Linked DNA regions of Sus scrofa: all the other regions are linked to region 1. Evidence: chromatin contacts called from public Hi-C and HiChIP or PLAC-seq data. All regions are on one chromosome and are shown on one strand. The core of a region is the stretch at or near the end of the contact, and the rest is flanking DNA. Distances in the headings are between cores, read along the strand shown. Region 1 holds the start of RDH14 (retinol dehydrogenase 14). Region 2 holds the start of PUM2 (pumilio homolog 2). Region 3 holds the start of LAPTM4A (lysosomal-associated transmembrane protein 4A). Region 4 holds the start of TTC32 (tetratricopeptide repeat protein 32).

Region 1 (6,375 bases), core at 1,516-4,015:
TACATGCTCCAGGTGTAAAGACACAGTGATGACCCAGAATTAAATAAGTCTGAGGTCAAATTTCAAAACTCACTGGCCCTTTGGCCAAATATAAGTGAAAAGAAAAATGCGTTAAATTTCACAACTGTTATCAAAGCCTACCTGTCAGAGGATTAAGTATTTCTCATTCTGTCTGTCTATGCACCTTTTGCCTTTTTAATAGTCAACTTCAAAAAGAAGGCAAAAGTTCACCCATGGGGGAAAGAAAGGAGTGATCTTTTCAGTAATCCTTTGGAAGAGTTTCCTATATTAATCATTTCTGAGCCATCATTCTTTGCTGGGCTTGTGTAATTTTAAGACTTTATCATTCACTGCTTTTTTTTTTTTAAGTTCTAGGAGATAAATGACATAAATACCAAGAATTACCAACCTGTGGGAAATTTACACTTCCTTTTTTTATATTGTTATTATTATTATTCTGGCTATAGTCACTGAACTACTGAATTTCAGATCCAGGGAAGAACTTAACTCACATTTAGAAGCAAGGACAACTTAGTTATGTTTCTTTCCTTAACTTTTTATTAGTTGTCTCAAGTGGCCCAAGTGGTTAAAAAACTATAGGGTTCAAGGAACAGGTATACCCAGCCCCATCTACATTTTTAATGAAGAATAGGAAGATCCACTTCGATTCTTCTAATATCTCTTAACACACTGTTACTTATTTCTAAATCTGTTTTACTTGATAATGAAATACTAGCCATAAAAACGAAACAAAAAACCTCTAGGTCTGCGACAGCTCCCCATCTCTGCATCAAGGTGCCCCAGAGTCATAACGAACTCTCAGGGTGATTTGGAGTATTTTAAAGTTTCAAGGGGAACAAAACGATACTCTGCTCAATATCTCAAAAAGTACAAGCTCCAGGATATTCGTAGCTTCAACATTATATTGTCCTATATTCCTTGTGATGCTGCCATCTTTGCAAAGCTGAGTATTTAGTAGTTGCTGGGGTAAAATGCAAGTACAATGTTAAAAATCAACGTAGCACAGAAATGCTGGTGGCAATGTCCAATCTGATTCCCAAGTCTGACAAGCTGGGACAGTGAACAGAGGTACACTTCCCATTAGCATAATTATGGTTATAGAAAAATAGTCATTTTTTTCTTTCCGTTATGTGTATGTATTATTTTTTTTCAAACAGCCACTATGTTATTACATAAATATTTATTAGGTTGTTTGGACCTAATTACTTATTGGAAAGTTTGGGAATTTCTGCTCTAGACTCAAGAGGCTCCTTTTCATACAGACTCCTTTTCTTTGCCAGCTAATTTTAAACATCACTCTTCTGAATGCCCTCTTGCAAATCATCTCTGCAGGAAACCCTTCTACCTCAATTTCAATAGAGGACATCCATTTCAGTGGAATACTATCTAAACAAAGAAATTCTCCACCTAGCTGACAAGCAGCAGGAGGACAGCAGTTAAAAGCAAGGGCTCTAGAAAGAGATCCTGAGCAAATTACTTAGCCTACCTATACCTTAGTTGCCTAAAGTTGTAAAATGAGGATAATGCCTACCTCGCAGGGTAATTGTGAAGACTGGATGACAGTTTAATTTCATTAAAATTAAAAAACAAACAAAAATAACTGAAACACTTGGAATAGCTTCTGGCACATAGGAAACCTTCAATAAATGCTAGATATTGTATTATTTTCATTTCAGTCATCGCTGAGCGCACAGGACCACTGGCATTCCAAGCTCTAGTCTTTTTGGAAATTAGGCCAGAGCCTGGTTAAGGATGGTGCTAAGGAGGTCACTGGTGGCAGAAGGCTAAAATTTCTACCCCAGGAAGAAAAAAGACGAGTGCTCCACGGTCCTTGGTTAGCAACTTTCCCTACGTGCTCTCAGGCTCTTGGGTGCAGATTCACTTTGGACACAGGAAAAACAATCCAGAGACCTGGCGGATCTCCTCCCGGGCTGTCCTCACATAGCAAGAGGAAATGTTCAGAAACTCGCTTATTTTCCTCTTGGGCCCATTTTTTTTTTTTCCCTCAACATTCTTGGAAGACAGAAGACTATTCTACCAATTTTTCCAGCCTTCAATTCCCGAGCCGCCCCAATCTCTTGATTGTTTCTACTCCTAGCGTCAGTCATTTCCAAGGTCACACCCCCTGGACTCTGGGCGGTGCCCTCCCTGCTCGGCCCCGAGGCCGGCCAGCCCCTCCCCGTCCGCGAAGGCCCCCAGCCCTCCCCGCGATCTCCAGCTGGCTCCCGGGGCCTCACACCTGGAGCATCTCCTGACAGAAGGCGCGCACCGAGCGCAGCGAGGCGAGGTCCAACTCCCGGACGACGAGCTCGCCGGCCCCTCCGGAGTTGGGCCCCTCCTCGGGGCCCTCGGTCTGGCGGAGCTCGCGGCGGAGCTGACCCGCCGCCTCCTCGGCGCGCGCGCGGTCCCGGCAGCCCATGATCACTCGCGCCCCCAAGCGTAGCAGCTCGGCGGCCGTGGCGCGGCCCAGGCCGCTGTTAGCCCCCGTGATCAGCACGGTCTTCCCGTGCATGAGGCCGGAGTCCCCGCCTCGGTGCAACCGCTGGACACTAGGCCCCACAAACCGTCGGGCCGCCAGCCACAGGGCCCCACCCAGTGCGGCCAGAAATGCCGCCACTGTAGCCACTGCCATAGCCGCCCGGGCCGAGGGCCCACCGTCCCCCTCGCAGGATTTCCGGAGCCGCCGCGCTCCCGGAGCTAAGGCAGCCACCTGTACGCAAAGAACTCTGGGGCGCGGCCTGTCGTCCCCTGGAGGCGGCGTGAAGCATGCTGGGACTTGTAGTCTCCTTCCCGGGGGCGCCTGATTGGTTAGGACAGTATAGCGGCCGGGTGGCGGTGCCTTTGTGGATCCGGTTCCTAGCCTGAGAGGAGGGTGAGCACCGTACCCGGGTTTTCAGGCTCCTGGGTCCATGCCCGTGGAAATCCCAGAGTGATGGTGGCCTTCCCCGTGGGAATGCCTAACGGATATTTTGAATTTACAAATCTCTTTATAGGCTGTCGTGCAAATCCCACACTTCAGGGCTGGCTTGGCGTGTTTTCCGTTAAGGACCCCAGGGACTTGTTAACCTTCTGTTCAGTTTACCTTCATCCTCTGGGGAGTGGTTCCCGCCGAACTGAAGTCTGAGGAAAGGCTCTTTTTTTTTCCTCCACAGGTGACGCTAAGAACTTAGCAACATGAATCAGAAAGAGAATGGATCCGTGGTTCTTAGATTTTAGTGTAGCATTGGAATCAATTGCAGGACCTGTACAAGCAGAAATTTCAGGCCTTGTGCTCTGTGAGAGTCCCAAAGAAATAGGGCACCGTTTCTGCCCTCGGGGCGCTTACTGGCTTGTACAGAAACCTCCCCTGCCCCAGCCCTCACTCTAGAATCTTTGGTCGAGAGAAAAGACACACAACTTCTATAGCTTGAAATAAATGCCCTTGATGACTCTGATAAACTCTCCTCCACTCCTTTATATCTGGGAAGGATATAACATGCAACAAAAAGTCAATACAAAAAGAAAAGGGGTAAAATGCCAGGTTTCTTACAGGTGCTGAGAATGGAGCTCACAGGTGGGGAGGAGCACTCTCACTGAGGATTAGTTAAGGCACCAGGAACAGCAATCAGGAGGGCTGGGCCTTTATTCCACCCTATGTGTAATTTGAAGCTGCTTCTCAAACTCACTGAGCCAGAAGCACATTTCCTCTTCCTTTCTGTCCATCCATGTCTCTCTTATCCTGCAAAGCCCACCTCGATTCTCTCCATTTTCTGATGACTTCCAGCCCATACAGGTCTTTGCTTCAGCCTCCTCTGTGACCCTCACTTGGCACTGAGAACAAACAGCCCTCTGGAGTTGGCTATTTGAGCTTGTACATTTGACTTCCTCTAAGGGGATTGTTAAAGTTTTCACTTTCGTAAAGGATGGGATAATATCTGAGTCTCTCTTGTGGTCTTTATATGGGGGAATCCATAGAAAACAGTAGGTGCTCAATAAGTGTCTTGATTGATATATTCTGGACTGGTTTACAGCAGATTAGGAAGCAGATCAAAAGATGTGTGTCATCAGTGGTCTGCTTTAACTAGTACCAGAGGTGGAATATGTATATGCAGGTGGGGCAGGGATAGAGATGGGGGTAGAAGGAGCAAGAGAGCATGTGAGGAAGAGAGGAGAAAAGGCGTCACCAGATCTGCTGTGTAACTGTTTTGTAGCTTAAGCATAGAATTTAATGGAATGACTAATTTGTTCAGGATGTGTCAGTAGCCAAGGAATTAATAACAACTCAATTTGGAAGGCACAGAGAAAATAGACTACATATACCTTTTGAAATGAGATCTGAATTTGAATCTTAGTCCTACCATTTATTCCCTGCACATCCTTGGACAAGCTATGTAATCTTTTTGAATCTTTTTTTTTCATTGATTAAAAAAAGAAGGTAATATCACACTGAAAATGTTTGGTTTGATGAGAAACTGAGAAAATAACATGTGAAAATAATGAGTTCACTGTTCCTAACATTGTAGTAGATTAACCAATTAATTTTTTTTTTGAAAACAAGGCAAAAATCACAACAGGATGACAACAATGAAGGCTAGGATACCACACTTCATTTCATATTTTGAAGTGGTAGCCCAGTTTTTTTCCCTTCCGTACAAACACTAGCCCTACCTGCCAAGCCCAAAGTTTCAAATATGAAGTAGTCCAAAGGCAATAAAGCCACCAAATAAACTTCAAAGAACCCTTCCAGCAAGTTCTGTCAGGTGCTCTTCTTGGATGAAAATAACATGTATGAATAATTAGCTGTTTTATTTCTGAATGAGCAGTTTCAAAATTAATGAACTTATTCAAGTGGGGTTATATTTTCATTTTGGCATCGATTAAAAGACTATTCACAGAGGCAATAGACTAAAAAGCTCCAGTTTTTGAGTGTATCTAACCTTACTCTTTCCACCTATGAAGACCCACTATTCTGTAATGATGACAGGTAATGATTCGTTCTAGCTACCAACATCCAAAATGAGCAATGATTTGTAAAATTAAGTAGGCTTCTGACACAGCCCTTTAAGCCTTCAAGCATTCAAATTCTAAACTTACCCTAAAGAGTCATCATTATGACTTACACACAAAGGTAGGTGCAATCGTGTCAATAGCACTGACAGCTCCAAGGGAAGTAGCTTGAGGGTAACTTGAGAGTTCAAAATGTTTTAAAAAACTCAAGAGAAAACCTTTCCAAATGAACAAAACTCTGAGGTCTGATCTATTGAAATACCTAATTACCCTAGAGATCCACAAGAAGTGGCTTCCATAATACCAGACTCACTGCTTTATTTTTCCTCCCCACCCCTAATTGTTCACTTTTTGATTAATTCCATAAGGTACATGAGATGTGATGGTGCCAGCTTTCTGTGCCCCTTCAATTTGGAACATGTGGTCATCAAAGAAGATGTGGGGCCTTATCTTCACCAAGATGGGACCTTTGGCAGCTCCAGCAAGGAAAAGAGCTTCGTCTATCTCTAGACCCCAGCGACGAAGGGTTTTCAGCACACGGGCGCCTGAACTGGCTGCACTCCTGGCTGTAACCAGGTAGGTCCTGATTGGGCATCGCAACCGTTCGTCTTTGGCATAAAACTTCTTCTGCAGTCTGCCTAAATCTTCCAGAAAGCCTTTCAAGGGACCCTGTAAAAGGAACATATGTCATAGCTGTGATCCCGTGAACCAAAGGAAGTGAACACTAAAAATGCAGCTGTTTATAGGAACTTAATGAAAGTGTAAAATACTGCATGAAACATGAAGTAGAGGCCAGTGATAAAATGCTGAAACTTACTGCATTTATGTATCGTATTTCCTTATATGGAACCATCCTTGTGTTGCTAGAATGAGCATAGTATAACCATATAATTTATCATCTAAACACAGATATTTTAAGAGTGAAAGAAGCTCTGTTAAAAGTTGAACCAGAGCAACAAAAAATCCATATAGCAAGATGGGATACTTTAAAGGTCTGTTCATCACCAGAAACACTGCTCTTTTAATTTACTTTTTGTGAATTGCACATTTGAATGTTATAAAGCATACTTTTTAATCTTGTTCAAAGCTTGAATCCAACCTTGCTTGTGTTTACAATTACTTTATTTTCACACTTAACTTTTATCTTCAGCCTTTCTAAACACTTAATTTTAGCTGTATTGCTAGTATAAAACATAGAATTGGATTTTGCTATGTGATCCAATCTGGACATCTTAGTTTTTAAAACAAAAGTTGACTTTTAGGCCATTTATATTTATTGGTATTGCAAATATATGTGATAATGGGTCTAAAATTTTTATTTGATTTTCACGTTTAAAGGTTTTAGAAGATTGTCCAATGAGTGTCGTT
Region 2 (6,375 bases), core at 1,976-4,475, 1.6 Mb after region 1:
ATCCACGAGGATGCAGAATCAATCCCTGGCCTTGCTCCGTGGGTCAGGGATCCGGCATTACCATGAGCTGTGGTGTAGGTCGCAGACAGGGATCGGATCCTGCCCTGCTGTCGCTATGGTATAGGCTGGCAGCTTGTAGCTCTGATTCGACCCTCAAGTCAGGGAAGCTCCATATGTCGCAAATGTGGCCCTAAAAAGCAAAAAAAGAAAAAAAAAGCAAGCAAGCATACATCCTGTATGCTTTGTAATCTATAATGTAATTTTATGTTTCACTGGAAAAGCGTGACAATATTTCTCTGTAAACTCACCTTTTCCATTATAAAAGTGTCAAACTTAAAAAAATCTTCTAAATATAAAAATCACTAAATATTAGCTTCTAAATGATAGTGTTTGAAGAAACCTTTTTCCAACATCAAAATTTAGGAATGAGAAACATAGAAGTCAGCCTGATGGTAATCCAAATAGCTCTTTTATTACTGAAATGCTTCCCACTATAGGGAAGCATAATCTAGATCTAGGCCAAAAGGGCCTCCTAACACCACACCCCATAAATTATCCTAATCCAGTCACAGGTGGCACAAGACAACCATGGTCCTCCTCCAGAAAGGGGCAGAGTTTATCTCTGGTGGTCTCAAGAAGTAGCAGAGCAAATGCTTTCTGCAGGGGGCAGACTCCCAAAGAGAGAGGAAAGGGGCTTGACCAGTTCCTTTTTACAAATTCATCAACGGGAAGAGTGTGGAGATGGAACAATAGGAGCAAGTCAGACTATTTTCATGTCTTCTTCAAAACAGCAAAAAGTCTGTCACTAACCAATTTACATTGTTCTAAGTATTTTTTTAATCTTAATCACACCTGTCAGTAAAATGGCCTCAAACTGTGAATGCAAGCCAGACAGAGACATGAAGTACAAACATTCAGATATTTAAATAACATAACCGTAAGTCTTAAGAACATAAAAAAATACAGAATTTCCCTATCGTAGAAGCCCAACATATTCAAAAGTTATTGAATTAGAAATTACAAAGAACTTGAGTTCAGGAGACAGTCTGGTCACTGAGAAGATAGGCTTTGGATGTCACATCTGGCCCAAATCTCTAACCATAATTTTTTTCTGCAAACTAGGATAAGTACCTACACAGGAAGACATACTATCTTTCAACACTAAAACGATTTATAAAAAAGCATGGAAAGTTTAAACAAAATCCTACTATTAGTATCTGTGTTCAGACTGTATTGTTTAGCTTGCAAGCATAGCCTGTTAAAGTGACAACCTTGTAAGACCAATTTAAACATGGCAGTAATTAGACTTTTTAAAAAATCTGAAATCGTATTAAAATATTGAAACATCTAACGGAACTTTAGACTCAAATTAAGAAAACCATGTATTTAAGTTTAAATTGAAGTGTTTAAGTTTGTTAATAGCAAGTCTAACTCAAAGATAAAAGCTTTCGACTCGAGCAAACAAAAATGAACTTTACAAAAAAGCTGAACTTTAAAAACTTAAGAATCAGAATTCTGAAAATAACTTCAATTTTTAAAGAAGTTTTCTGCATATAAAAACCACCCTCAAGAATACGAAAAGACAAATCTAAATAACTCAATTTTACCAAAAATTGGGCTTTAAAGACATTCTTGAAATAAAGGAAATGCAGACAACTACTTATGACAACTGTGCAGATAAAGCAAATCATTTTTTTAAAAGCAAGATATTAAAGACTAAGAAAAGAAGCTTAGCCAATTAAAACTTTTGTGTGTTTTAAATCTGATCCCTAGCCAGAAATCCTTAAATCATCTTCCAATGCTCCAGGTCACATGGTGAAGAGTCACCTATTAAACAGGAATCTAAGCAGTAAACAAGCTTTTAAAATCCTTAGGTAACACCCTTTATTAAAACTTTACATATGATACCTTTACAAGTATTATATTTCTCTTACGTATTTAAAAGTATTTTTCTAATTAAGCTTTCCCTAAAAAAAACCTTTATTTCAAAAGTCTGTAACTAGTTTTCTTAAGTTAAAAATCTCAGAAAGTACTAAGTCCAGATTTTAACATGATTGTCTTATTACACATCAAATATGTCCCACCCAAATGCTTAAATGTGTTATAATGAAAAGCTAGGTCGGTTTCCCTAGCTATATTCTCAGAATTAACACTAACTTTTATACGCGTGTTTGAGCATAAAACTCTAACAAATGTATTTTCCCCAAATATGACCCAGTTCAGATACAAAACGAACGCTAAAAATGTGTGAAGCCTCTAATCTATTCTTTAGTTTTAATTTACATATCTTCCCGAGTATCAAAATCGGCTCCAATAACAACAAAAACAAAACATTCCTTACTAATGGCACCTAATACATTAAACCCAAGTCGCCGTTTCTTTCATAAGCACACCTGTCTACCGGAAGCTCTTCCTGGACACACTCGGGTCCTCTAGAATTCCCACACTTGTTTTCATAAACCCACTCCTTCCTCTTCGCCCACTTGCAACTCGCAGCTCCTCCGGATCCACCCGGCCTCTCTCCCGGTCCCGAACCCAAGAGCTGGGAGGACGAACAGCTCGGTCTCTAAACCCACACGCGCGGAAACCGAGCAAGAGCCGGGCGGGCCCCCTCAGCGCCGCGAGGCTGAGACGTGGGGGAGGAAAGGAAGCGGGAAAGCCGAGAGCAACCCCCCCGCTGGGCGCACACCCCCTTCCGGCACCCCTCCCCCTGCATTGTGTGAGCGGGCCCCAGGCCGCAGCCGTCCGGGGCACCCCGCAGGCCCCGTCCGCCCTCCAACCGGAGGGCTGCCCCCGCCAAGGCCGTCACACAATACCCGGGGAGCCAGCCCCGCGGCGTCAGAGCACGGGAGAGGGTGCAAACGCGACTGACTTACGGGGCTGCTGCGGCCGCGCTGCCTCAGCCGGGGACACCGACCGTTGGGCACACGGCGGCGTCGCTCTTGGCCGTCCTCCCCTCCTCCGCCTTCGGTGGCGGCAATATCTTCTTTCTCCACCTACCTCCCTCCCCCCCACCCCACCTCCTTCTCCTCCCCCTCCTCCTCCGAACCACCGAAGTACCGAGGGTGAGACACAGTCTCACAACAACATGGCTGCCACCGCCACCTCCCCTCCCCTCCCCCCCGCCCACCGGGCGCGCGCAAAGCACTCCGGGAGAAAGGGGGGCGCTCACCGAGGTGCGGCTCCTCGCTGTGGCTTCGGACGCTTCTCCCGCGCTCTGCACGCCGGCCAGCTAGAACACTGCGCGTGCGCACGCTCTCTACGCTCGCGCGTTTCGGCCGTCCCTTCGGCTTGCGCTCCCCCGCCCTCACCTTGCGGGCTTGCAGCCGGCTCTGACATCGGGGCGGTGCCAGGCGGGAGCGCGCGCCGGGCTAGGGCATCGCGGGAGTGGTGTTTCCGATCTACGCTGCTTCGGTCTCTGTGTTACCGCGTGGGGCCTCAACTTCTGAACTCGCTTACCCTCAGCTTCCTGGGCCACAGCTCATTGTTCTCCCTTAACTGCGCGGTGTCGGCGTCCTCGCTCGTGGTGTACTCGCAGTTCGCTTTCCGGGTGCTGGCATTCACAAGAATGGCTCAGTAATCTAGGCCTTTAGGTGTCATCCTTACCCTCTCCCCGCACCATGACGGTGGAGACGCATTGGGGAGGAAAAGTGAACCCCTTAAGAGGACTGCTCCGAGGGCAAATGGAACTAGCTCAGCAGCTTGCCACCCCTGGGTGCCTGGCCGGGTAAACAAAGTAAGCTCAGGTGGTTCTGTAGGCCAGTGATGCTCACTCTGGCTGCTACCCAGGTCGGGATGTGTGTGTGTGTGTGTGTGTGTGTGTGTGCTGCTACCCAGGTCGGGATGTGTGTGTGTGTGTGTGTGTGTGTGTGTGTGTGTGTGCTGCTACCCAGGTCGGGATGTGTGTGTGTGTGTGTGTGTGTGTGCGCTGCTACCCAGGTCGGGGTGTGTGTGTGTGTGCGTGCGCGTGCGCTGCTACCCAGGTCGGGCTGTGTGTGTGTGTGTGTGTGTGTGTGTGTGTCTTTTTAGGGCCGCACCCGCCTGTAGCCGCTTACGCCAGAGCCACAGCAACGCGGGATCTGAGCCACATCTGCGACCTACACCACAGCTCAGGGCAATGCTGGAGTCCTAGCAGATTGAGCGAGGCCAGGGATCGAACCTGCGTCCTCATGGATGCCAGTCACATTCCTTTCGTTGAGCAAGGCGGGGAACCCTGCAGGTCTGGATTTCTGTAGCAGGCTTTTATGTAGACTTCCTGAAACTGTGTTCAGTGTCACTACCTCCAGCTGGTGACTGCCATCTAAAATGAAAATCTCCTTCCTGGCACTCACCCTGGCTTTCAGCTTCACTCTGTTACCCACACTGCAATGTCCAGGTGTGTTCTGTTCAGTAAGAAGAGGTGTTCCTCTAAGAAATATCCCGTAGGAGATCCTGTCGTGGCGCAGTGGTTAATGAATCTGACTAGGAACCATGAGGTTGCGGATTTGGTCCCTGACCTTGCTCAGTGGGTTAAGGATCCGGCGTTGCAGTGAGCTGTGGTGTAGGTGGCAGACGCGGCTTGGATCCCGCGTTGCTGTGGCTCTGGTGTAGGCCGGCAGCTACAGCTCCGATTCAACCCCTAGAAAAGGCAAAAAGAAAAAGAAATATCCCGTAATCAAGTATGGAAGTCACTGAGGTACATATTGTCTGCCTTCTCCTCCCATTGGGCTGATAATAGCAAGAGTCTTTACTGTTGCTTAGTCCACATGAAAATAGGTGTACTGGTCAGAGGCACTCCCTCAGAATTTGGAATTAGGACTAGGAAACCCCAGTCCCCCCTTGAGAAGTCTCTTAAACCTGGGCTCTCTGGGCTGACTTGTCCCACCATATGGACAGAAAACCTACAGAGTGGAGTTGAGAGAGAAGAAAGCTCTGATATTTCTCTTTCTCTTTGTTCCTATAGTTTGTTGGCAGCCTCTTTCCTTGGGTTCTGAAACAAATGCCTTGATTCGTATACTGCTGCTTTTTTGCTTAAGCTAAATAAAGAGTTTCTATTACAACCAAGAGTTCTAACTAAAAGCCATATGTATACCATAGTTATTATTTATTTAGTGCTTTCAATATGCAAGCTCTAAAGCATTTTCCATGTCTCATTTAATATCCCCGTAAAACAGAACAGATTCATGGACATGTGACCTGTGCAGTCCCACAAGGCTTCAAGCTTTAGACAGGGCTGCAATTGGTTTAATGCTTTGTCCTTGCCATTTAGAGTCTCCCTCTCTCTCTCTCCTTTTTTAATGACTGCACCCAAGGCATATGGAAGCTCCTGGGCCAGAGATTGCATCTGAGCCACAGCTACAACCCATGTTGCAACCTTTAACCCACTGCATTGGGTTGGGGATTGGACACTGGCCTCTGAGGCGACCCTAGCAGCTGCAGTCAGATTCATAACCCGTGGTGCCACAACTCCGCCATTGAGAAAGTATTAGTTTTTGGAAAAGAGGGCTCCGTCATTTTCATTTTGCACTGGGCTCCACAAATTATATAGCCTATCCCGTCTATGAGGGATTATCTCTGTTTAACAAAAGGCTTTACTACCAGACTGCTTAGCACCTTTCAAATCAAAATATGTGGAGTTCCCATCATGGCTCAGGGGTAGCGAACCCAACTAGTGTCCATAAGGACTCCGGTTTGATCCCTGGCCTCACTCAGTGAGGATGTGGTGTTGCCATGAGCTATGGTGTAGGTCGAAGATGGCTCAGATCCAGCATTGCTGTGGCATAGGCTGGCGGCGACAGCTCTGATTAGAACCCTGGCCTGGGAACTTCTATATGCTGAAGGCGCCACCCCCCAAAAATAAAATAACAATATGCTTTGCAAATATCCAAGTGAGGGACATGGTATGTAACATTTCCCGAGCAAATCTGATTCTAGAATACATTTTTTTCGTGGCAGATCTTTTAGAGGGTTTGTGCTTTGCAGAACTCAAGACTGAAGCCCAACCCTTTAGTGATTTGACTCTGTGTATCTCCAGCTCATGATTCCCTATGCATGGTGAGTGGTTTCTTTCCTCTGTACCTTCAGGTATGCTTTGCGATCTAACCTTGATCATTAAACATCTTCCTATTATAATTGGCTTCTCTTGTAGGTTTACCTACCAGGAAAGAAGGCACTCCTCAGCTACTATAAATATCAGGTGTAACTTGATGTTTAAGGTGGGTATTATAAATGCCATTGACATTGACACCGGACAGCCATTTTAATCACCTGGGAGCTTATTAGAAATGCATACTTTTGGCCCCACTCCAGTCTTTCTGAATCAGAAACTTGAGATTCCCAGGCAGTTCCTCTACACCATAAAGTTTAAGAAGCATTGGTGAGCCAATCACAATAATT
Region 3 (6,375 bases), core at 1,409-3,908, 1.3 Mb after region 1:
TCAGGAATAATGGGGAGCTCAGGTAGCCCCCTGGGGGTGGGCCATGAACCTGTATCTATCTGCCTGAGGATGATTTTCAACTGGTGTTTGGCAAATGATAATAGTTTCGATGGAGGCTTTGGGGTAGCAAGTAAAGAGAAGAAAGGCAAAAAGAATGTGTGGTAAAGCTCTTCCTTTTTTGCAGTTCAGAGAAGTTATCAGAAAACTGCAGTCTCACTAATGCCACAGTTTCCCAAACCAAAAGTAATACAAATTTTTAAAATCACGAAGTCATTAGCAAATGTGGCCAAGTACACAACATGAGGTTTGTCAAAACGTCTGTAAAGTCATCATAACTACCTAAATAGAATCACATATTTAGAAGTCACAAATTAGCTTATTTACTATATGGGTACTGGAGATGATAAGAAATCACAAAGGTATTACTAGTGAACCCCCCAATCAATAACACCGTCAACTTGGTTATGACATAAAATTACACAGATCTTAAAACACAGAGAATGCTAGCATATGTAGCCAAAACGGAAGAGGCTGTCAATAAAGGTCTCAAAAAAATGGAATGGGTCTGATAGCATAAGCGTCTCAAGAGCAGGGTAGGGGAACTGTATCAGGAAAAGGCAAATCGAGTCTAAGTAAATCCTGGTAAATGGTATTACCGCTAGGCCAATGTCCAGACTCACAACAGAGGCCTTTCTGCCTACATCACAAACACAATGTAACAAATAAGATCCAAGGAACCACAAACAACTGCTTTGAAACCAGATCTGTCACTTTTCCTTCAGGCAAGGCATAATATTAAAACTACGCTGCATATATGAAGGTCTGGTCCTAATTGTCTCGTTAGGAAAAACAAATTCCAGGAAGCACTGGGGGAGGGGAGAGTTCTTTCAGATCACGGAAGCACACAAAAAGATCTCGAAACCTGGTAATTTCCAGAATCCCCCACACCAAAACCTAGCACCCTCATCCCGCCCCCCACCCACTGCCCGCTACTCCTCTGCCTTTCCCAATCCTGCTTTTCTCCTCTTAACCCTACCAAGCAACAACCTTCCCATCGCCACCCAACCCCTCCGATTCCGAGACACTCTCCCCACCTCAAAGTTAGAGCCCACCCCCCCCGCAAAGAAGGTCCTCTACGCCTCCCGCCCCACCCCCTCCCAGTGGGAACACTCACTTCCTTTCGGACCAGCCCCCCTCCCACTTCCCACTCTTGGGCACTCCCCCCAGGGCTTCTATCCCCGCGCCTCGCCCGCCCTTACCATGTACCAGGTCCCCAGGATGATCGTCCCGGTGCGGACATGGCAACAGCCGCAGCACCGGGTGCTGTAGAACCGGTCGCTGCGGCTCCGCTTGAAAGTCATGGACACCATCGGGAAACTCGTGGGCCTCGTTCGTGGCCGGGCCCCTGACAAACGCCTTCCGCCCAGCGGTTGATACCAGACGGCTCTCTCAAAGCGTCCAAAACCAAACGACGCGTCTTCAAGCCAGCCCCCGGCCAGGGCCCCAGCCAAGAGGCTTCGCACCTGCGCACTGAGTACCGAGCGCCACTCTCGCGCGAGTTCCTTTTAGCCTTTTTCTCCACCTTTCCCGCACTCAGGCCAATAGAAGAGCGAAAAGCTGGGCGGACGCGGCCCTTGATTGGAAAAGCCTGGAGATTGACAAGACTCACGCCCAATCAGAATCGCAACTCGTCTTAGCACTAATAAATCCCCGCCTCTCACGTGAGGGCATGAGCTAGCTCGTCGGTCTAGAGGAGTTCTGGTTGGGGGCGAGGTCGGTAGTTCACCATTCCCAAGAGAAGCGTTTGATGGCAAAAAGGAGAGGCGAGATGAGGTGGGTGGCGGAAAGCCTGCACGAAGGACTTTTCTGAGTGACGTCTGCCACGTACCGCTTCCGAAGTGTCACGGGACAACAGCTGCTCACGTGACCTTTGCGCGCAGTTTGATTATTGGGCTGGTCAGGGGCGGGGCCTGTGAGGAAGGGGCGGGGCGGGGCTAATTCCCGCTCCGGGGCCTTTTCGACTGAAGAAATTCGGGACTTCCTGGAGGAGTAAGGTTAGGTTTCTGTTTTAACTCACACTGACGCCTCCATGGTAGAAGCAAAGAAATACCATTCCCTGCCAAGGGCAGCTAAGAAGGATTGAGAAAAATAGAAGCAAAATAAAGTGGAAGAACTGCTTAGCTCCTGGGTAATGATAGAGTGACGTTTATACGGAAAAATTATGAAACACAATGACACACAAGGAAACACAATTTCACAAAAATGGTGAAACACAGGGACCTAGGCGTTTTCCGTGAAAAACCAGCCATTGTCTGGCTCACTTTTCTGGGTATTCTGCATCTACAGGGGCTCTCCATCTTTCCTTGTGGAGCTAAGGGAGCAAAGAATGTCATCTGCCCATTTCAGTAAACAAAGGAAATTGTGGCATCAAGGCATCAGCCTCTGAAGCCACCACCAGTGGGTGGTACACCCTGAGGGGATTCAGGATAGCAGAAAAATAGGTTGCTGGCACTCGATGGTAAGGTGCATATCAAAGGGATAGTTTCAGTAAGCCTAGACTCTTGGATTTTACCATAAATGGAAAAGCCCTGTGATCTTGATGTTCTGACTACCTGGGATTTTTTTGTAAAAAACCGCTGTATATCCGCTGCTTCTTTACCTCTTTAGAACAGCCCCTGAGAGCTGTCTGAGAGAATGTCTCCTGGACTCAAGTCCTCAGTAAATCTGGCAAATAAAACATAGTTCTCAGCTTTTAGGTTGTGCATGGTTTTTTTGTTTTTTGGGTTTTTTTCAGTAGACATCTGTTCAACTCTAAATTGTAGATAACTGATAGCAAGAGGAAATATTCTTCTTGTCCATCAAACTTCTTGTTGAATTCCCCCTCCTTGGAAAAAGCCATTTTGCAGCTATTTGTAAATTCTTTTCCCAGTCCTGGTTTGAACAATGTAAGTAGTTACTTTATTGGTTCTTTAAACTGGTTCTTATATCTTACTGGTCCCCTTATTGATTAATTACTAAATAAGATCTTTGAGACTGTTCATTTTGTATTTGTATGAGACATGACTTTTAAGAAAATACATGGTTTTATTCTTTGGAAAGTACACTTGTGTTTAGAGGACAAAAATGGCAGTTCCTATTGTGACTCAATGGTAACAAACCTGACTAGTATTCATGAGGACACAGGTTCGATCCCTGGCCTCGCTCAGTGGTTTAAAGATCTGGTGTTGCTGTGAGCTATGGTGTAGGTCACAGACACAGCCTGGATCTGACATTGCTGTGGCTGTGGTGTAGGCCGGCAACTATGGAGCCCATTTAAACGATAGCCTGGGAACTTTCATGTCCCTCAGGTGTAGCCCTAAAGAGACCAAAAGAAAAAAAAAGAAAAAAAAGGTCTTCCCCTTTGCCATTCTTAGCTGAACACTGTGCTGAATTTAGTGTAAAGGTTATTGCGCTGGCATGGCTTCAGTGAATGCTGTCTGAAATTGTATATTGATTGTTGATTATTTATCTCCCCCACTAAAATGTTCATTCTAGAACAGCAGAGACTCTGCTTACTTCTCAGCACTGAAGGAATTGTCCACGCACAATTACCCTGCTTTGCATCATACTTTTAAACTTTCTGGGAGGCCATCCATAGTTAAGCCAAGCTACACTAAAGAATGGAATGAGGTGGTAGCAGTTTAACTCAGAATGAATTATGAATTTCTCCACTAATCAGGGAGTAGACTAATAATCCCCACCACACCAAAACAAATTGTTTTTCATAGCCCTTGCTATGTAGTATACATGTGTCCAATCACTTTATTTTGAATCATTTCATCTTCAAACACAACAAATCTATAAGGCAGGCACTTTGATGTTACTTGACTCAACAAAGAAGTTACATTACATGTCCAAAGTTACAAGGCCAGTATGTGCTGCAGCTGTGGCGCACTTCACAACTGCAGTGCAGGTTCAATGCCTGGCACAGGAACTTCCATGTGCTCAGGGTGCAAGAGGAGAAAAAGAAAGTCAGCCCTCACATTCATTATGGTAGAGGTGATATCTGCTATCACAGGGTAATAAAGGATGTTATGGAAGCACAATATGGAAAAGGAATATCTAACCTAGGAGTTCCCTGGTTGTTCAGTGAGTTAAGGATCTGGTGGTGTCATTACTGCGGGAAAGGTTTACTCCCTGGCAAAGGTTTAATCTTCTGTATGCCATGAGCGTGGCTCCCCCAAAATCTAACCTATCAGGATAGGTTTCCTGGGGGAAGTGATGTCTAAGCGGATGGTAGAAGAAAACTAGGCTGGGGACAGAAAGGCTGAGCCAACTCAGAAGTGATAGTATGGAAAAAGTGTAGTGGAGAGTAGGGGAGGTTTGTGTAGCAGAAATGGTGACTGCCCTGCCAGAGACTACATTTCCTAGCATCCTTCCTCCAACATTCCTTATCGCAAGGCGGCTGTAGGAATAGTTATTGCCAATTGAATCTAAGCAGAAAAGACATGAGTCAGACTGGGCCAGGGCTCTTAAGAAAGTGGGATAGGAAGTCCCGCCCATAATGTCTTTGCTCTTCTTTTCCCTCATTCTCTGCTGGCTGATGCAGAGAAGTCTGAGGCCCTGGGGCTGAGCAGAGTCACAGGATGGACACCTGGGTACTTGAATCACCAAAAAGGGGAAAGCCACAGGTGACACTGGATGGTAACACAAGCAAGAAATAAACTTCAATGGAATGAGCCCATACTGTTTGAGGGTTTGTTTTTTATGGCAGCTAAAATATCCCAATCCTAAAGAAATTAATACAGTTATAGAAATGTGGGGGTTGGAGAGAGGAATGAGAAGAGAAAAGTAAGAGCTAAAGTTAGACAGGAAAGCTTGCCCCAGATCAAGAAGACCTGAAAAGTGCAGGGGAAAGTTGGGGACAGTTTTGGCACGGACCCCAAAGTCTACTGGGTTCACTGTCTAACCTACCCTTCTGGACTATCTGATTCTAGGGTCTGTGTGCCTGGAGCTATTTAAAACTAATAAATTATAGATAACCAAGAGCAAGATTTTTGTTCTTAGACCTGCAAATGAATTCGGACTGTCACATAAAATTTCCCACTGCTTGTGGGAAAAGCAAGTTTTGCATCTATTTGTAAATTATTTCAACCTTCCTGATTGACCCATGCAGGCGTGGTACTTTGAATTCTCTTTCAAAATGGTTGTAACATCTTCCTGGTTCCCTCATTAAATACAGAGATAAACTCTTTTCACACATGTTATGTTTATATTTGTATGAGAGTCATGGTTTTATTTTTCCAAAGTAATATTCTTTAACATAAGCCATGTTAGACTTCGTGCAAAGTATGACACCATTAAATAGTATTAAGCAAGGGAGTTTCATTAACAGATTTGCACTTTGGAAAGATTATTCTGGATATAGTATGGGGAATAACGTGGGCATTTTGGAAGCAGGAGTCTGTTACAGAAATATATGTGTGACCTATACTACGAAAGGATGAATTTGAACTTCTACTTCATGTCACACACAGAAATCAAAGTGGAGAAACTCTTTTTTTTTTCTTTTATTGGCTGCACCCAGGGATCAAACCGTGCCATAGCAGTGACTTGAGCCACAGACATGACAATGTCAGATCCTTAATTCCCCTTAGGCCACCAGGGAACTCCTGTTTTTAATAGAGGCTGTTGAAATTATAGTAATACCCTGAAAAAGATTTCTTACGTCTGCTCTAAGCATACCTGTAGATTTTTATAAGCCTCTTTCTACCTCCTCCCTACTCTCATCCCAATTAATATTATTTCATTCCACGTTATTTTAATCAAACCTTTCATATCATAATTTATGGTTAAAATGTGCTTTTGGGGGGGGGGAGGCTGCCCCTGTGGTATATGGAAGTTCCCAGGCTAAGGGGTTGGATTAGAGCTGTAGCCGCTGGCCTACACCACAGCCACAGCGACGCCAGATCTGAGCTGTGTCTGCAGCCTACTCCACAGCTCACGACAACACTGAATACTTAACCCACTGAGTGAGGCCAGGGATGGAACCCGTGTCCTCATGGATAGTAGTTGGGTTTGTTACCACTGGGCCACAATGGGAAATCCTCATCTGTACTTCTTTTGTTGTTGTTGTTGTTGTTTTGTCTTTTTGCTATTTCTTTGGGCCGCTCCTGCGGCATATATGGAGGTTCCCAGGCTAGGGGTCGAATCGGAGCCACAGCAACGCAGGATCCGAGCCGCGTCTGCAACCTACACCACAGCTCATGGCAACGCCGGATCGTTAACCCACTGAGCAAGGGCAGGGATCGAACCCGCAACCTCATGGTTCCTAGTCGGATTCGTTAACCACTGTGCCACCACGGGAACTCCCTCATCTGTACTTCTTTATCAACT
Region 4 (6,375 bases), core at 1,991-4,490, 1.2 Mb after region 1:
AATGTTGTTATAAATGTCTTATTATCAGAAAATCATCAAATGTTAGATTTAGAATTAGATTTCACTACGACAAATTCTAAAAGCCTACTCTCCATATGGAAACTGTTTCATACTTTAAAAACATGCGCTAATAGTTAAAGCCGATTTTTTTTTTAACATTGAGATTTTTGCAATGATAGTATTTATTTTAATGGGATGTAACCAAGTTACTTAATCTAAATGTGGATTTTTTTTTTTTTTTTGCACTTGCTACATTTAGCAAAGAAAAAATATTTGGAAATTGGGTTTATGGCTAAGGCTGCACTTTTAGATATTAAAAGAAAATGTTGGAGTTCCCATCGTGGCGCAGTGGTTAACGAATCGACTAGGAACCATGAGGTTGCGGGTTCAGTCCCTGACCTTGCTCAGTGGGTTAATGATCGGCGTTGCGTGAGCTGTGGTGTAGGTTGCAGACGCGGCTCGGATCCCGCATTGCTGTGGCTCTGGCGTAGGCCGGTGGCTACAGCTCGATTCGACCCCTAGCCTGGGAACCTCCATATGCCGCGGGAGCGGCCCAAAGAAATAGCAAAAAAAAAAAAAAAGAAAATGTTACAAACCATTCAGAGTGGCAGGCATGCAAAGATCGCGAATACTGTTTCGAAATGATTCAGTGACCCTTATTTTAAAAATAAACAATCTCTAAAAGATATATTTAAGGAAGAAATTTGAAATGACTGAATTCAGTTTATCCTTGAGCTCCTAGAAGAATTTCAGAACCATAAGGAAATTAGAAGGTTCATAGAGGCATGCTGAGCAACCTTCTACTAAACCATATACGATTTTTCCCCCAATGCTCGTAAGGGCCGGAAATTACATTTGCCGCCCAAGAAATTTGTACTCTCAGACTGAGATGCACCAAGGAGGAAAAATAACAAGACTAGACGGCATCAATATACCTGCTGTGGATGAATCCTTTTTGAAATCTACTCGATTAATCTAAAAATACACTAGTGACTATAACAAAAAAGACGCAGACTCACAGACACAGAAGAAAAAAGCCAATGGTTACCGCTGAGGAGAGGGAAAGGCGGAGGGGAGCCACAAGGGTAGGGGACCGAGAGGTACAAAATATTAGGTATAAAATAGGCTACAAGAATATATTGTACAACATGGCCAATATTTTAGACAATTTTATAATAGCCAGTATTTTATAATATCTGCAAATGGACTATAAGCTTTAAAACTGTCAAGCACTATACTGTACACATCATATTGAACAGCAAATACACTTCAATAAAAATTTTTAAATTAAAAAAATTTAAACTTACTAGATAAGTTTATTTCTAGAACTCGAAACAAGAGCTGAAAACTACATTTTCTATGCTTACTAACTTTTTTGGAAATTGGGTTTATGGCTAAGGCTGCACTTTTAGATATTAAAAGAAAATGTTATAATTTTTGGGGGGGCGCAGGGGGTGATACTATTTTACTGCTTGTTTCAAAACTTCTATTAACTATTATTCTAGGGTATTATTGAAATGAAAAAGTCATTTAATTTTCTCTTTAATCCTATGTAAGTTTAACAAACAGGAGAAGAATCTCAAGCTACATACTAATAAGACAAGCTGGAGTTCCCGTGGTGGCTCAATGGTTAATGAATCTGACTAGGAACCATGAGATTGCAGGTTCGATCCCTGGCCTTGCTCAGTGGGGTTAAGGATCGGCATTGCCCTGAGCTGTGGTGTAGGTCACAGATGCGACTCGGATCCCACGTTGCTGTGGCCCTGGTGTAGGCTGACGGCTACAGCTCCAATTCCACCTCTAACCTGGAAACCTCTATATGCTTCAGGTATGGCCCTAGAAAAGACCAAAAAAAAAAAAAAAAAAAAAAAAAAAAAAAAAAAACAACAAACAAAAACGGAATAAGACAAGCTGACATCCTGTCAAGAAAAGTCAAATCCTTGAGGGAAAAGGAGAGTGATAATGCAGACAACACGAAACTGTCAAAAGCTGTTCATTCAAACCCTCCTTGTTCTCTCTTCTCATCCGACCACTCAACACCATCAACAAGAACAACCACAGCAAAACTTGGAGCACAGCAAATGTTACACCTTCAAGCATCAATCTGAGATTCTTTGGGAAAGCAGGTATTAGCAGGTGAGGTTGCTAACATCACAAAAAAGACAGGCATTCCACGCTCTCTGTTGGAAGTACACAGCACCACTTCTAACAGTACTCTCACCACAACTCTGCATCTGAATTGGGTCAACCTCAGGATTTAACTACCAACTCACAAGCCATGTAGGAGGCAGAGGGCCCTATTAAATGACATCGGGGGATGAATACTGCAAATCCGAAATAGGGGAAACTCTGGGGACACATGATTCGGTTTCCTCACCAAATCAACTGCAAGGCAGAAAAACGAAGGCGAGCCCTATACAGTGAATTTGATGTGCATCCCAACTGGAACCAACAGCTAAAAACAAACCAACAAAGCAAGAATTTTACGGATCAATCAGGAAAGCTCTAAAGCTGGATATTTGATATTTGATATGTGATACCAATGCCGAGGTTAGGTCCTTGTAAATCCTTAATATCTAACAATGTATCCTGAAACATCCATGGATGCATAATATTATGTCCGGGATGAACTAATGTTTAAGCCCAGTGATGGCTACCTGGAGGTCCATTATACTATTTCCATACTAAATTTATTTTCATTAGTGAAAAACAAAACACCTGCTGTGATGCTGTGGTTGAAGTCGCGGTACTTTGTGCGCGAGCGTGGCACCCGTGGCATCGCGCCCTCACCAGGTCGCAGATACCCCACTTGTTAAAATGACAGCTGGAAAAGCGCTATCCGCTCTAAGACCGGATCAGAGTAACAAGGAATGAAGACACTCAAGCTGAAAGGCAGCCGGTACCCCCGTGCTCTGACTCCCCGGTGGGTGTCCCAGAGGAACGCGAGGGGCCGCGGGCCAGGATACTCCCTTCACCGCCCTTCGGGAAACTAAACGAATGCCCGAGGTACCCTTGAGTGGTGAGATCAGACAACCCAGGCTACTCCCACCTAGCGGAGACCCCGCACCCCCACATCTCGCGATATTTACCTCCAGGGCGCCGCTCCCTCGGAGCCCGCACAGGCGCACTGGCGAATGTAAGCGGAGTACAGTGCTTCGGCCTCCGCATATTCGCCTTTCTTGAAATGACCTGGGCACGTGCGAGGGTTACGGGGCTTTCTTGCCCTTGCTGCCCTTCCATAGTAGTCGGAGACCTAGCTTTCCTTGTAGAACTGAGGGTGATTTCTGAGCGACTAGAGGCAGCACCACAAGGCCACTCCCCCACCCCGGAATTTATCGCGTAGGCAAAACCTCGGAGCAAGCAGGGGGGAAGTTTGTACCTTCCGCGGACCCGTCTTCTCGCGAGATCAGTGACACCGCCCCCGGAGGGCTCAGAAACTTTAAAACTTGTGCGGACAGAGACACTTCTGTAAAGTGCGGTTTTGTTGATGAGTGGTGCTTCCGCTGGCCTCGTTTCCAGAGAAGCAGTAGATCGGCAGCTCCAGACTGGTTTCTAAGACCGTGGTCAGAAGTTGCAAGAAGCTTTGCCCGTTGTTACAGCGAATGGTGGAGGATGCGGGGTGCAGTGGCTGATCGTGCTGGGAGCGTAAAAGACCTTGGTTTGTTTTACGAATGGCTAAACGGCCCGTGGAGTTACTGTTATCGCAGCACTTTTCTGGTTCTGCGTCCGCCCTCTAGACGGTATTTTCAGTCGGCTGGATTACATTGAGACATTTTGTGTTGAAATTCCAGGAGCTTAGTGTCCCATAGTCGTGAGTCTTATTTCAGACTCAACCTTTTATTAACTCCAAGGCCGTAGACTGCAAATTTCTCAACCTTTTAAAACCTCCAGAATAGTATAGGAATTGACTGAACTGTTTAGGAGTTCCCGTAGTGGCTCAGCAGAACGAATCCGACTAGGAACCATGAGGTTGTGGGTTCGATCCCTGGCCTCGCTCAGTGGGTTAAGGATCCAGCGTTGGTTTGAGCTGTGGTGTAGGTCGCAGATGCAGTCGCAGATGCAGCTCGGATACTGCGTTGCTGTGGCTGTGGTGTAGGCTGGCAGCTGTAGCTCTGATTAGTTCCTAGCCTGGGACCCTCCATATGCCATGGATGCAGCCCTAAAAGGCAAAAATAATATTAATAATAAATAAAATAAAATTACCTTAAAAAATAAAATACATAGGAATTAACCAAGGAGAGAAGGACTTGTATAATGAAACTGCAAATTGTTGATGAAGGAAATTAAAGCCATAAATAGACATCCCTTGTTCATACTAAAGCAATTTACAGATTCAATGGAATGCCTATCAAAATCCCAATGGTATTTTTACAGAAATATAAAAATCTATCCTAAAATTCATAAGAAATTCCAAGGGATGGATTCCAAATAGCCAAAACAGTCTTGAGGAATTCCCTGGTGACCTAGGGGGTTAAGGATCCCATGGTGTCACTATCTTGAAAAAGAATAAAGTTTGGGACTCACACTGAATTAAAAACTTATCAAAGCAACAGTAATCAAAACAGTGTGGATTTGCATAAAGACAGTCTTTTCAGTAAATGGTGCTGAAAAAACCATTTATTGGAAAGAGTGAAGATGGACCTAAATGCCACATTAAAAAATTAACCAAGGTGGATTAAAGACCTAAATGTAAGAGCTAAAAATTTTAAGTTCTCAGAAGAAAACATAAAGCAAAGTCTTCATGACACTGAATTTGGCAATGTTTTCTTGGGTATGACACCAAAGGACAGGCAGTGAAAGGAAAAATAGACAAACTGGACTTTATGAAAATTAAAACCTTTTGTGCAGCAAAAGACTATCAACAAATAACCCAGAGAATGAGAGAAAATATTTGCAAATCACATATCTGATAAGGATGAGGAATGTAAACATGGAGGTTCTGTGGAGCAGGTTTGGTCTGGTGTGTCCATCCAAGGGATTCTGACGTGGTGTCTCCATCACACCTGAGAAGCTCTGATCTACAGGACACTAGAGGGCCCTGCCCAGCGACTGAGGTGCTGGAACCCGGCTCAGCTGCTGTCCCTCTCTGACTCTCGCCTGTCTTCCACACAGTCCACCTGCACTTGGGGCTTTGCCTGCAGGGTGGCAGCATCAAGACTTCCCTCAGCCAGCTCACCCCAAAATACAGCTACAAGATGACCTGCTGAGAGTGTCGTGTTCACCTGCAACCCCATCTGCCTCAAGAAATGTAACCACCACCACAACCTGTACCCCAAGTAGTTGAATAAGCCTTCTCCATGGGCTCTTCCTTCCCCCACAGGGCAGCCTCCTGCCTGAGCCCCATGGCTGTGGAGCCTCAGTAAAGACTCCCTGTCACTGACTGGGGCAGTAAAAATAAATAACAATTAATACTCTGTTTGGGAAAAGTGTCTTGGGAACTTGTTTCGGAACAAGCAATTTGAGAAGAATGCACTAACCATTCTGTCTCTAGCCTGCTGCTCTAATCTGCAGATCCTGGACTTGAGCTGCAACACTTCCAGCCTCCAGCCGACCATGCTCACTTCAGACTGGCCCCCACAATCTGAATTGGCTCTTGCTAGGGGTTGAATTGGAGCTACAGCTGCTGACCTACACCATAGTTCACAGCAATGCTGGATCCTTAGCCCCACTGAGCGAGACCCAGGGATTGAACCTGCAACCTTATGGTTCCCAGTCGGATTTATTTCCACTGCGCCAAGATGGGAACTCCTAGTCTGTCTTAAAGTCAGTGGTTTTGTATACTGACAGACTCCCCAGTTTGTCCTAAGTCTGAAGTCAAGGGGAGATTCTGTCAGCAGCCGAGAACCCCTGAGGTTTTCCTCCACTTGCAGGGCTTGTCATACCCTTGTGCTACTAAGTGTATAAGGTAGACAGTCGCAACACCCCCCAGATTTTCTCTGACTGTTAATATATTATGCAGTGTTAACACACTGCACCCTTACAGCTGCTATTTCAAAAACCTGAACATATGGCCAGCATATATTTGAGCTCATTGATGGTTAAATTTAAATGTTAATAAAATAGCATACTCCCCCCAAGTAATATTAATTTAATTTTATAAATTGCCTACACACACTGTACATATATATTTCCAGAATATATAGAGAACCTTTAAAACGCACCTTTTCCAGAGTGGGCGTCCTACTTTGCATTTCCACCAACACTATGTGAGGGTTTCAGCTGCGCCATAGCTCCACCAACACGTGTCCGTTCCCACTCTAGCTATTATAATGGGTGTGTCGACGTATCTCCTTTTTCTCTAAATTTTTACTAGCTAGAAATTTAGACTATGCCAAATAAGAAATGACTACATAAGTAGTAACTCTAAGCTCTTTG

What was found. A called contact is a pair of places that touch in the nucleus more often than the background predicts. HiChIP or PLAC-seq counts read pairs in DNA pulled down with a chosen protein or histone mark.
Region 2: an H3K27ac HiChIP or PLAC-seq map of skeletal muscle shows a contact between it and region 1, with 4 times the contacts expected there. The contact joins the promoter of PUM2 here to the promoter of RDH14 in region 1. A contact is called at or near these places in 1 of 47 Hi-C or Micro-C datasets (heart right ventricle) and 1 of 2 datasets of contacts at active chromatin or transcription factors (skeletal muscle).
Region 3: a contact with region 1 is called in an H3K27ac HiChIP or PLAC-seq map of alveolar macrophages. The contact joins the promoter of LAPTM4A here to the promoter of RDH14 in region 1. A contact is called at or near these places in 2 of 47 Hi-C or Micro-C datasets (embryonic fibroblasts and heart right ventricle) and 1 of 2 datasets of contacts at active chromatin or transcription factors (alveolar macrophages).
Region 4: a contact with region 1 is called in a Hi-C map of liver, with 8 times the contacts expected there. The contact joins the promoter of TTC32 here to the promoter of RDH14 in region 1. A contact is called at or near these places in 2 of 5 promoter capture datasets (fetal skeletal muscle and liver), 4 of 47 Hi-C or Micro-C datasets (heart right ventricle, liver and skeletal muscle) and 2 of 2 datasets of contacts at active chromatin or transcription factors (alveolar macrophages and skeletal muscle).

What each region holds. Positions count from the first base shown.
Region 1 is chr3:119,450,376-119,456,750 of Sscrofa11.1, reverse strand. RDH14 (retinol dehydrogenase 14) reads right to left here and starts at 2,765. Exons shown (of 2, transcript XM_003125340.4): 1 at 2,261-2,765. The coding sequence starts at 2,653. LOC100516797 (cytosolic 5'-nucleotidase 1B) reads right to left here. Exons shown (of 9, transcript XM_005655262.3): 9 at 2,905-5,676. The coding sequence ends at 5,344. LOC106509892 (a long non-coding RNA gene) reads left to right here and starts at 2,806. Exons shown (of 6, transcript XR_002342970.1): 1 at 2,806-2,893; 2 at 5,376-5,583.
Region 2 is chr3:117,854,780-117,861,154 of Sscrofa11.1, reverse strand. PUM2 (pumilio homolog 2) reads right to left here and starts at 3,225. Exons shown (of 22, transcript XM_013996320.2): 1 at 3,173-3,225. It overlaps LOC102158392 (a long non-coding RNA gene), which reads left to right and starts at 3,328. Exons shown (of 3, transcript XR_302627.3): 1 at 3,328-3,736; 2 at 5,935-6,033; 3 at 6,128-6,375.
Region 3 is chr3:118,148,149-118,154,523 of Sscrofa11.1, reverse strand. It overlaps LAPTM4A (lysosomal-associated transmembrane protein 4A), which reads right to left and starts at 2,658. Exons shown (of 7, transcript XM_005662724.3): 1 at 1,260-2,658. The coding sequence starts at 1,370.
Region 4 is chr3:118,269,978-118,276,352 of Sscrofa11.1, reverse strand. TTC32 (tetratricopeptide repeat protein 32) reads right to left here and starts at 3,240. Exons shown (of 4, transcript XM_003125338.3): 1 at 3,192-3,240; 2 at 3,090-3,189. The coding sequence starts at 3,240. It overlaps WDR35 (WD repeat-containing protein 35), which reads right to left. Exons shown (of 29, transcript XM_021087811.1): 27 at 3,090-6,375.